3 separate regions of the Sus scrofa genome follow, and regions 2 and 3 are each linked to region 1. The links are chromatin contacts, called in public HiChIP or PLAC-seq and promoter capture Hi-C maps. All regions are on one chromosome and are shown on one strand. The core of a region is the stretch at or near the end of the contact, and the rest is flanking DNA. Distances in the headings are between cores, read along the strand shown. Region 1 holds the start of SNX18 (sorting nexin-18). Region 2 holds the start of LOC100737060 (chondroitin sulfate proteoglycan 4-like). Region 3 overlaps LOC100737060 (chondroitin sulfate proteoglycan 4-like).

What was found. Promoter capture Hi-C pulls out the DNA fragments that hold promoters and counts their contacts. HiChIP or PLAC-seq counts read pairs in DNA pulled down with a chosen protein or histone mark.
Region 2: an H3K27ac HiChIP or PLAC-seq map of skeletal muscle shows a contact between it and region 1. The contact joins the promoter of LOC100737060 here to the promoter of SNX18 in region 1. A contact is called at or near these places in 3 of 5 promoter capture datasets (fetal liver, fetal skeletal muscle and liver), 7 of 47 Hi-C or Micro-C datasets (adipocytes, blood, embryonic fibroblasts and 4 more) and 2 of 2 datasets of contacts at active chromatin or transcription factors (alveolar macrophages and skeletal muscle).
Region 3: a contact with region 1 is called in a promoter capture Hi-C map of fetal liver, with 8 times the contacts expected there. The contact joins the enhancer-like site here to the promoter of SNX18 in region 1. A contact is called at or near these places in 5 of 5 promoter capture datasets (fetal liver, fetal skeletal muscle, liver and 1 more), 36 of 47 Hi-C or Micro-C datasets (adipocytes, adipose tissue, alveolar macrophages and 17 more) and 2 of 2 datasets of contacts at active chromatin or transcription factors (alveolar macrophages and skeletal muscle).

What each region holds. Positions count from the first base shown.
Region 1 is chr16:33,775,341-33,778,718 of Sscrofa11.1, reverse strand. It overlaps SNX18 (sorting nexin-18), which reads right to left and starts at 1,755. Exons shown (of 2, transcript XM_021076956.1): 1 at 1-1,755. The coding sequence starts at 1,535.
Region 2 is chr16:34,111,817-34,115,194 of Sscrofa11.1, reverse strand. It overlaps LOC100737060 (chondroitin sulfate proteoglycan 4-like), which reads left to right and starts at 1,516. Exons shown (of 13, transcript XR_002339749.1): 1 at 1,516-1,677.
Region 3 is chr16:34,090,123-34,093,500 of Sscrofa11.1, reverse strand. It overlaps LOC100737060 (chondroitin sulfate proteoglycan 4-like), which reads left to right. Exons shown (of 13, transcript XR_002339749.1): 5 at 3,028-3,204. Among named protein-coding and RNA genes, the nearest start is that of ESM1, 100 kb to the left of the region's middle. Within about 2 kb of position 1,695, at least 6 of the 83 cell types and tissues checked have an H3K27ac peak or open chromatin away from gene starts, as enhancers often do. A contact at or near this core is called in fetal liver and liver, where this site is marked.

The DNA.
Region 1 (3,378 bases), core at 506-3,005:
CTGGGCTGCTCGGCGAAGAGCTCGCCGATGGCGTCGTAGGCATCTCCGGTGAAGGCGATGGCCTGGTTCAGGCCGACGGAGAAGGCCTGCTGGTCCAGCTCAAAGGCCTGGCTGAGGCCCCGGAAGGACTGGCCCACCTTCTGATACTCCTTCTTGAAGCCCGTCACCTGCTTGCGCGCGAACTCGTTGGCTGTGTGGTTGAGCTGCAGCGCGCTGTCGTCCATCTTCTTGGTGAAGCACTTGAAGCCATCGATCTTGCTCTCCACCTCCTGCAGGTCAAGGGCGGCGGCGGGGGGTGTGCTAAGGGTCAGGAAGAAGTTGGCGCCCACCATCTCGTCCTTCTCCGCCTTCCTCTTGCCCTGTTTCCAGGCCTTCTCGTCGGTGCTGCTGGGACACGTCAGGAAGTGCTGGAAGACATCGCACTGCGCCAGCACCGGGTGACTGGCCATGTGGTTCATCCACCAGATCAGGCCCTTCCTGCGTTTGGAGATGAAGTCCTCTTCGAAACGGCCAGTGGCCTGCTTCTCGGGCAGATGGGGCACCGAGATGACGGGGAATTTCTCCGCCAGACGCGCATAGAGCCAGTCGAAGTGCTTGTAGCGCCGATGCACAGGCACCTGAGTATGCGTGGGCACCAACTTGTAGGAGATGTAGCTCTTCATGCCCTTGAACTTGGTCTGTTTGGTGGGGTCGTCGATGGTGCACTGGAAGGGGTAGGGATTCTCTTGCCACTCAGGGCCGTAGGGCCCCAGCACCACGCACAGTTTGTCCCCGTCCTTCACGAAGCCGGACGCCTCGCCCAGCACGAAGGCCTCCCCGCCGGACTTGACGAAGGTGGAGAAACGGTTGAGGTTTCGGCTCACGGTGGCAGAGCTCTTAGCCCCCGACGGGTGATGCTGCGGCGGCACCGAGCCACCGCGGGAGCCCAGAGACAGATCGGAGCGCGTGGAAAGGCTGTAGCGTCCCGCCGCGCCGACGCCCCCAGAAGAGCCGTCGAGGTCCGGGTACGCGCCGCTGCCCAGCGCGCCCGGCTCGTCAGCCACCGTGGAGCTGTCGTCCCACTCGTCGTCCCAGTCATCGTCGCTGCCCTGGCTGGCCTGGTAGCCGCCACTGTAAAGCTGCTGCGGCGAAGGCTGCAGGGCGCCCCCGCCGTAAGGGAAACCGGAGCCTGGCGGCTGGAAGGTGCTTGGCGGCGGCGCCTGCTGCGGCTGCAGTAGTGGCTGGAAGGCGTCCGGCGGCGGCTTGAAAGAGGCGGGCGGCGCGGCGGGCAAGGGCTCGAAGCCGCCGGGTGGTACGTTGGCGTAGCGGGCAGGAACGCCCGGGCCGCCGTCACCCGCCGGGCCGGGCTCAGGGGCGCGGATCACCTGCACGTACGAGGCTGGGAAAAGGCCGCGGTCTCCGCGGCTGTTGACCCCCTCGAGCCAGCCTTCGATGTCCTGCTCGCTGCACAAGCTCAGCACCTCATGCTCCCGTAGCGAGATCTCCCCCGGGTTTTCCGACCTGAAGTCATACAGCGCCCGGGCACGCAGCGCCATGGTCACGGTGCCCCAGCGGGCTGCCCCCGACTCTCGGCGCTCCAAGCCCAGCGCCCGCCGGAGGGTCCCGCGGTGGTACCCGCGCCCTGGCGCGCGGAGAGAAGCCCCAAAGGCAGCGCTCACTCCTGGGCCCCCGCCCGCAAGTTGCACCCTCAGCGCCGCTCGGCTTGCAGCGCCGACTGCCGCGCTGGGCCGCCGCAGCCGCGGGTCGGGGGCGGGGCCCGCGGCCTCCCACGTCCCCAGCTGCGCTAATCCACGACCGAGAGCCGCGTGCCAGGCAAGAGCAAGCGATGGCCGAGCCGCCGCTCCCGCCCTCAGGTCAGACTCCGTGGCTGCCACTGCCCTCTTATGGCCAGTGCCGCTCAGTGAAGCGCAGGAGAGAGTTGGCGGGTGAAGGTTTCTATTCAGAAGTGAATTCTCTGAGAATTTTTTTGGCATTTAGGTTAAAAACCGTATCCTAGAAAGTAAGCTAATACTTGCATTCTTTAGAAGTTTTTCCACTCTGAGTCCTCCGTGAATGCTAAAAGAATACTTAACCCACGCATCTATTAAAGGATTTACAATGACTATTAGCGATTGCTATAAGACAGGACGCCTGTGTTGGAGGCTGTAAGCCAACGAGGGAGAAGCTTCCTTTCATCTTCTACCCACTGGAGAGCCCTTTGGTCAGAAGGGGAGGAGAGTGGCAAGAGCAAAGTAAGGAAGGCGCAGTGTTTGACAAGTTTAGAGGCTAAGGGTGGTGTGGGAAGGGAGGCGCTGAAGAGTTTACACTAAAATAAGTGTGCAAAGAAAGCTAGCGTTTTGCATAAGACACATATAGTGCAGGGAATGAGAGCTTAGACTTCCGCGCCAGACTGCTGGGTTCAATCTGCCTTCTGATAGTACCTACCTGTATGACCTTGAGTAAATTACTTATTGCACTCCCAGGTTTGTTGTAGGGATTTGATAATAATGGAATCCCTATTTACAGACGAGGCGAATGAAACAGAGAGCTTAAAATTTGGCAAGCGCTATATACATGGTCAGCACAGTTTAAATGTTTGCTGCCACTGCGGCTGCTATTTTTGTTATTTGGGGAAGCAAAAACCCTGTTCTCCTTCATAAAGAGAATAGGGGTCCTATTCTTCATAAAGAGAATAGGGGGTCACAATTCCAGAGTAAATGCCCTGGGAAGGGTACCAATGCTCATACCCCTGCTCTTGGTCTCAGATCAGTGACTCTCACTCTCCATTCATCTCACTGTATATTATTTTTAAAATAAGTAGATTTTAAAAATTACTCTCTGAATATTAATCAATTCTAATCTCCTAGAGGTGCCTTGTTTCACATCTTTTCCTTCAGTGTATAATTTGCCTAAAGCTTTTTCTTTTCAGAATCCCCTCTTATTAAGTCAAGCCTAATTATTCCTTTGAAGACACCTCTAATTGGGGTGTTAGCATTCATATGTCATTAATTTCATCCTGTCCTCTGACCCTTTTCAAGCAAATCTGGGAAACAAGCCAGAAGAGTATACAATTATTGTAAGAGCTGCGGTATTCTAAGCATCCTGCTCAAAACCATGAGCCCAGTATATCAGAATTACCCCTACAGTGTTTATCCCTAATGCAAAACCTTAATTCACTTCACTAGGCAGATTCTGAATTACTCCATTTTTAGCCGAAAATTCTTCGTTAGGACAATTCAAGTAAGCAGCAGAGGTCACTGAATTTCGGTGTCAACAATTTATGTGGTCGGAAACATGAAGTCAACGTTTATGAAACATCTAGAATGCAGTTTACTTATTAACTTCTGAAAAGCTAACCTAGAATATTTAAGAAAAATACATTTAGTTTCACCTTTACTA
Region 2 (3,378 bases), core at 267-2,766, 340 kb before region 1:
CTGAGGTTTAAAGAGGACTTCAGAGACTTATATACCCAAACCCCAGAAAAGACAAGGGTAGAGTTGGTCCACCAGCCCATGTTGCAAATCTTCTCTTTGTTCTCTTCTTTTAAACTGTAGACTGGCTTCTTTAAAAATCAGAAGACTTGGCGACCTATAGCTTCTCTGTTTCCCCTCCAGAGAGGAGCAGACCCTCTTCCCTTAGAAGGTGCTGGGAAAGTTTCAAATTGGAACTAATTCTCTGCTCTTTGTCAAGTGTTCATCCTCTGACCAATCACTGGAAAGGTCATGAAAGTTGGTGCTGGCTCCCATTTTCAACACACTTGCACAAGGGTGGGGCAGAGAGTGTGGAGCAGTTCCCCTAGAGAAGTAGGGTGAGGTTTCCAGGAGAATGGAGGACTGTTGGGCAGAGGAAACCTGTCTGCTCAGGAGTTAAAGTACAGATCATCTATGCTTAAAAGCACTTCTGGGAGTTCCCCTTGTGGCTCAGAGGAAACGAACCCAGCTAGTATCCATGAGGATTTGGGTTGGATCCCTGGCCTCACTCAGTGGAATAAGGATCTGGCTTTGCTACAAGCCATGGTGTAGATTGCAGATGTGGCTTGGATTCTGCAGCACTGTGGCTGTGGTTGTAGGGTGGTAGCTCCCATTTGACCCCTAGCCTGGGAACTTCCATATGCCACCAGTGCGGCCCTAATAAGAAAACAGAGGGGTAAGAAAAAAGCACTTTATTACAGAACTAAAAAGGAAAGGAAGGGGAAATAAAATCATCTTTAATTTTATTAGGTATAAAATATCGCTAACATTGTTGCCCTTGTTAGCACACGCATTACCATTTTGTCAAACACCAATGTTGGAGTGAACACAGCCCAGAAACATGGCCCAGAGGCTGACCTAGAAGCCCGCAGCTCTGGCTGGTCAAACCCTGCCAGGCCCCGTTCTAGCCCCGTTCTCTCAGGAGGTGAGTGTTCCTGCACATGACTCTTGGGCCTTGATTCACGCACCTGATAGACTATTGCTTCAAAAACTCAGTGAAATTATTTTAGGGATAGTCCTTTTAAAATAAATAAAAATAAGGCTCACATTTGGGAAGGAATGATTACATCGCTTTTCTCCTCCCATTCTAACTCAGCATTCACCCAACACAGCTGACGGTGCCTGTGCTCCAGGTATGTGTTGGGGATACAGCAATAAGTTGGCGCTCACTCTGAAGCCTTAAGGTCTTAAGTAGGGTCATACCTCAGGAATGCTTCTCCCTCCAGCCACCATTTCTCCACAGTGCCTGCTCTCACACCTAACTCCTTTGCCAGGCAGGCTGGGGTGGGGGGGCAGGTAATCTCTCCCACCGAGCCTGCCTGGGCCCTGGAGCACGGGAAAAGTTCCGGTAGGCGCCGCGGTTGGCAAGCGACGCGGAGCGTGATGGGGACGCAACAGCTGCGGATTGCAAGTGGCTCTCCCCGCCCCCGCCCAGCCCCCGCGCTGGTTGGGGGCGGCGCCCCCTGGCCAGGCTCTGGGTCCCGCCGGCTGGCGGGGAGGGGTCGGCTCAGGTATCGCGGCCGCGGCCGCCGCCCGGGAGCGAGCGCTGGGCGCGGGACCGCCAAGGCAGAATGGGGCGGCTCGGAGCCCGCCGCCTCGTCCTGCTCGCCGCCTGCCTGGGGCTCTGCGAGGCGCTCGGAGGTACGCGCACCTAACTTCCCTTCCCCGTCCCAGCCTCGGCCGGGCGCGCGCGGAGCCCGCCAGGAGAGGGGGGTGGCGAGCGGAACGGGGGGCGGGGAGACCCCTGTACTCTGGGGGCTCCGGGAGACGCCGCGGCCCGGCAAGTCCCTCAGCGACCGCAAGTTTAACTCTCTGGCCGGGCCTTGGGAGCCGGGCAGCCGGGGGAGGAGACCGCTTGGTTCTGCGGTGACTCCCGGCCTCCGCGGAAAATTTCCAACTCCCCGCCCCGCGCGGCCCGGCCCCTCAGATCCCCGCCAGTTCCGGAGCCTGAGGGGCGGGCCCTGCGCTGACCTACACGCGGCCTTCGCCGCCGATTTGGGGTTTCAGAGCCAGACTTCTGGTGGCCCTCGGACGAGCCAGGCTGAAGGTTCCCGGCTGTCCTCCCTTCCGAGCCTTTTCAGCCCTGCCGCGTACCCAGGCCCCTTACTCGGTAGCACGTGACCCGCACGGGTTTGGGGGTCCCTGGCCTGTTCCATGAGCCCTTCCACAGTCCACTTACATTTTCTGGACTCGATTCTCCGAAAGTGCTTTAAATTTCCATGGCTCTTTTCAGTTGTCAAAGATTACTAACGCAAGACAGTTATGGAGACTTTTTACATAATGCAACTCAACAGTTGTGCCTTCCTGCTCTTCACGGCCCTTTGAAATTCAGTTCAGCTCAACAAAAAATTTTCTTCGAGACTGTTTAGAAAACACTCTAAATCAAAGGCCTTGTAAATCTTTGTGGTACGCTTATTTACTTCCCTTCAGTTGAATTCCCTAGGAGCTTCAGTCAGAGTCGCGTTCGGGCTGGGTGGGGGTTGCCAGGCCCTCAGAGTAGCGGGGCCTCACTCTCACCTCTGCGCATGCCTGTTCCAGCTCCTCCAGCTCTGCGCCTATCCGCTGTTGGGGGCCTCTTTTGAGCTCCTCCGTTTTCATCTCCCTCTTTCCAGATTCCTCTTCTGCTTCCTCCCGCGGCCCCTTCCTGCCTGGCGTCCAGGGTGGGTTAGGCGGGGTACTAAGGTCCAGGTGTGGGGCCGCTGTGACTCTGATTTTGGTGTGGCTTGAGAGAAGGTGCTAGTTGTAGACCCGGAGATCTGAGAGGGCAGTGAATGGCGTTGGGGGTCAGAGGGGTGGTGATGGAAGTCCCATGGCTTTGGAGACAGGTGGACTTGGTCTTTAATCTGGGTGCCACTGCATATTCTCAGAGTGACTTTAAGAAAATTACTTCTCTCAGTCTTGATGTTGCATTTGTAAAACTGGGATGATAATTGCTTCTTCTGAGAGACTTGATTAAAGCATGTGTAAGATCTCTTAGCAGCTTGGGAACTAATCAGTGCTCATTTCCTTCCTTGCCTACTCTTAAGAATTTTTTTTTAAAAAACTGGAGTTGATTTATAGTATTGTGCCGTTTTCTGCTGTACAATAAAGTGACACTTATACATATATATACATTTTTTAATGTTATTTTCCATCACAGTTTATCCCAGGAGATTGAACATAGTTCCCTATGGTATACAGTAGAACCTTGTTTATCCATTCTAAACTAGTAGTTTACATCTACCACCCCCAAACCCCCAGTTCATCCTACTCCCTCTCCCCTCCCCCTTGACAACCACAAGTCTGTTTTCCATGTCTGGGAGTCTGTTTCTGTTTTGTAGGTAGGTTCATTTGTGTCATATT
Region 3 (3,378 bases), core at 446-2,945, 310 kb before region 1:
TGTGGAGGTTCCTAGGTTAGGGGTCAAATCAGAGCTGCAGCTGCTGACGCCAGAGCCATAAGCAATGCAGGATCCGAGCCACATCTGCAACCTACACCACAGCTCATGGAAACGTCAGATCCTTAACCCATTGAGCAAGGCCAGGGACCGAATCTTCGTCCTCCTGGATGCTAGTCAGATTCGTTAACCGCTGAGCCGCAACGGGAACTCCTTGGCCAATTCATTATGGATTGTGCTTTGTAAGAAGTGTTTTTTTAAGCATGGTTGGTTGAAGTCTGTGTTGAGTTCGTGTGTTCTTGTAGCACCCATGTTATCCTTGTTCACGGTCAAGTTTGTGTTCCTACTCTTTCAGGTGAGCCCTTCCTGTTTTATCTTGCTTTATGACTCCCGAGGTCTCTAGGTTTTGAGACATGATCATTTTCGCTAAGAACCTCACAACTTGTGGTTATAGCCTATAGTGACTCAAAGAAGGAGAGTCCTGACCATTTTTGCCCTTCATTCATTCAGCTATAGTTTTTGAGTGTCCATTATGTGTCTGGTATATTAGTTCTGAGTACTGGGGATAAAGCAGGGAGCTAACCCAGCAATAATCCCTGTCCTTATGGATCTTTTTTTCCTAGTGGGGGAAAGATGGGGGCAGAGAGAGAGAATAAATGAAAGAAGTGAATTTGTAGAGATAAAGTAGTTGAATGAAGATTAGTGGTATGGAGAAAGTAAAGCAGGAAAAGGAGATAGGAAGTGCTGAGAACTTGACGTGTGTGTGTGTGTGTGTGTGTGTGTGTGTGTGTGTGTGTGTGTGTGTTGAAGTTCAGTTTCAAATATGGTGTGGTGGTTGGAGGGAGGGTGTTGAGCAGACCCCTGGAGTAGGTGATGGATGGCGAGCTCAGTGGATATGGAGAAGGAAGCTCATTCAGGCCAAGGGAAGAACAAGCGAACAGCTCTGTGAGGGGAGCAGGAGAAACTCCGTCTGGCTGGAGCTGCTCATATGGGGTGGGGAGGTGGGGGCAGTAGATGAGGTTAGGGAGGTCCAGTTTGGAAGGCTTTTGACTTTACCTTTGCCCCAGAGTGTGATGGGAAGCAATGGGAGAGGGAGGATTCGAGCAGAGAAGGGACCTGACAGTCCCTGCACATGTTCGTGAGAGGACCAAACACTCTTTAATATTTTAAGATTTTCTGCAAGTTTGTCATATACTTTAGATTCAGGTCAGCAGGTGTTTTTCTGGTGTTAGAACTAGGAATGGACAAATCCCCACCAAACCCTCTTGCTTCCTTTAGACTAATACCTACTGGCTGACATTTTAAATGGTACTCTGGGGGAGTACTACTCCATTGAGGAAATGACAGGACGTATTTCTTCTGAAAAGGTGACTTCTATTTAAATGCTCTCTTCCTAAAGCATACTAGATTAAAAATTCTCCTGCTCTGTGATAAATGCCATCTTCCACATTTGCTTTCAAATAGCTTGAAGCAGTGTGTTCTAGGAGCAAGTGGTCAGGCTGATGGTCTGGAGTTCCTCTTCCCATTGAACTCCAAAGAAATTCTCATGCACCTGTGTACAAGTGGCCACAACTTTCTCTTGAGACTGTTCATGAACTTTTCAACTCTTGTCAGAAACACCTCTGAAAGATCAAAAGTCTTTGCTCAAAGGAAATGCGCCACAGGACTGGGCAAAGTTGAACTGTGAAAAATGTTGGCTGTATTTTATCAAAACAAACACAACCCCAGAGGCTTTTTTAGAAGTTCAACTACTTCTCTTGGGCTTTGGAAGTACTCTGCTGTTGTATTTTTGGGTCACAGATTCACTGAAGCCAAGTTCCCTTCTAGCTTTAAAATTCTCCTGGTCTTTCTGATTTTGATCCTGAAAAGCTCGTCAACTTTTCCCTCAGAGCCTTAAAGGCAAGGAAGGCATTCTGATCAAATCTGTGGCTATTGCAAATCCAAGAGGAATAACTGATTCATTGGATGACCATTTTAGAATGAAAATTAGATGAAATTTACCAGGGATAAAAATAAACATTTGCATAGTGGTTATCACATTGAGAGAAATCTTGCTTGATAGACTAAGTTGGATACAATCATTACACTTTGTCCTCGGGAGGTATATAGTAGCTAGTTATGGGTAACATCTGTTAAGACATGCACCAAAAAATGATTGTATTCTGAAGCAGGAGAGGAGGTGGCAAGTGTAACCGTGCATACAAAGAACAGTTAAGGGAAAAATGCAAGCTTAGTTCAGAAAGGACTAGTTTGAGGAAACTTAATTAGTTGCCCTGATCCATATGTCTCCAAAGAGCAGAAATTCATCCAGTGCATGGAAACTTAAGAGCCTAAATCCAACATTCTGAATTGTCCAACAAAATAATCTACAACCTCAAAAATTCACCTCTCTAAAGAAACAAGTAGAGTCTCAATTTTAATGGGTGTTGTTAAAACCCATTGGAATAAAGGGTGGAGCATGTCACTTAACACATTTTAATGTTAGAAATACCTTTTGAATTCAAATTTTCTGGTAACCAGTCCAGCATTTTCTTTACTCCTCCACATTGCTCCATTACTTTGTTCTTCATTAAACTTATTTCTGGCATGCAGCACCGCTTCATAATTTGCACTCTGATTGTCAGAATCAAACTTCCTGAAATGAACACGTGCTTCTGTGTTTTAGAGTGATATTAAAAAATCAAGATTTTGGAGTTCCCGTCGTGGCTCAGTGGTTAATGAATCCGACTAGGAACCATGAGGTTGCAGGTTCGATCCCTGGCCTTGCTCAGTGGGTTAAGGATCCGGCACTGCCGTGAGCTGTGGTGTAGGTTGCAGACACGGCTCGGATCCTGTGTTGCTGTGGCTCTGGTGTAGGCCGGTGGCTATAGCTCCGATGATTCGACCCCTAGCCTGGGAACGTCCATATACTGCTGGAGCAGCCCAAGAAATGGCAAAAAAAAAAAAATCAAGATTTCTTTCATAGCATTTTTTTTCATATTTTAAGATTGCATTTCAGTGATTTGGTCATTTTGATGTTGTTGGTTACAGGTGGAAAATGGATTGATTTCCTATGTTCATGATGATAGTGAGGACCTTCTTGACAGTTTTACCATCTTTGCAAATAGCTCAGAGCTCGGAAAACAGAGTGTGCCCCAAACTCTTTTTGTGACTGTCAAGTCAGTAAATGATGAGGCTCCAGTAATTACAGCTAATAAAATCCTTCAGGTAAGTGCTCCATGCTTTCAGATTTATCCTGCTAACATAGAGCCACCAATTTGATTTTCTTCTGTGTTGTTTCTAATGTTAAATAATAAGATATATGAATATCTTATATATATATTTGTAATATATCTTTGATAAGTATATTTATATTTAATTTGTTTATTTAATGTATATTTA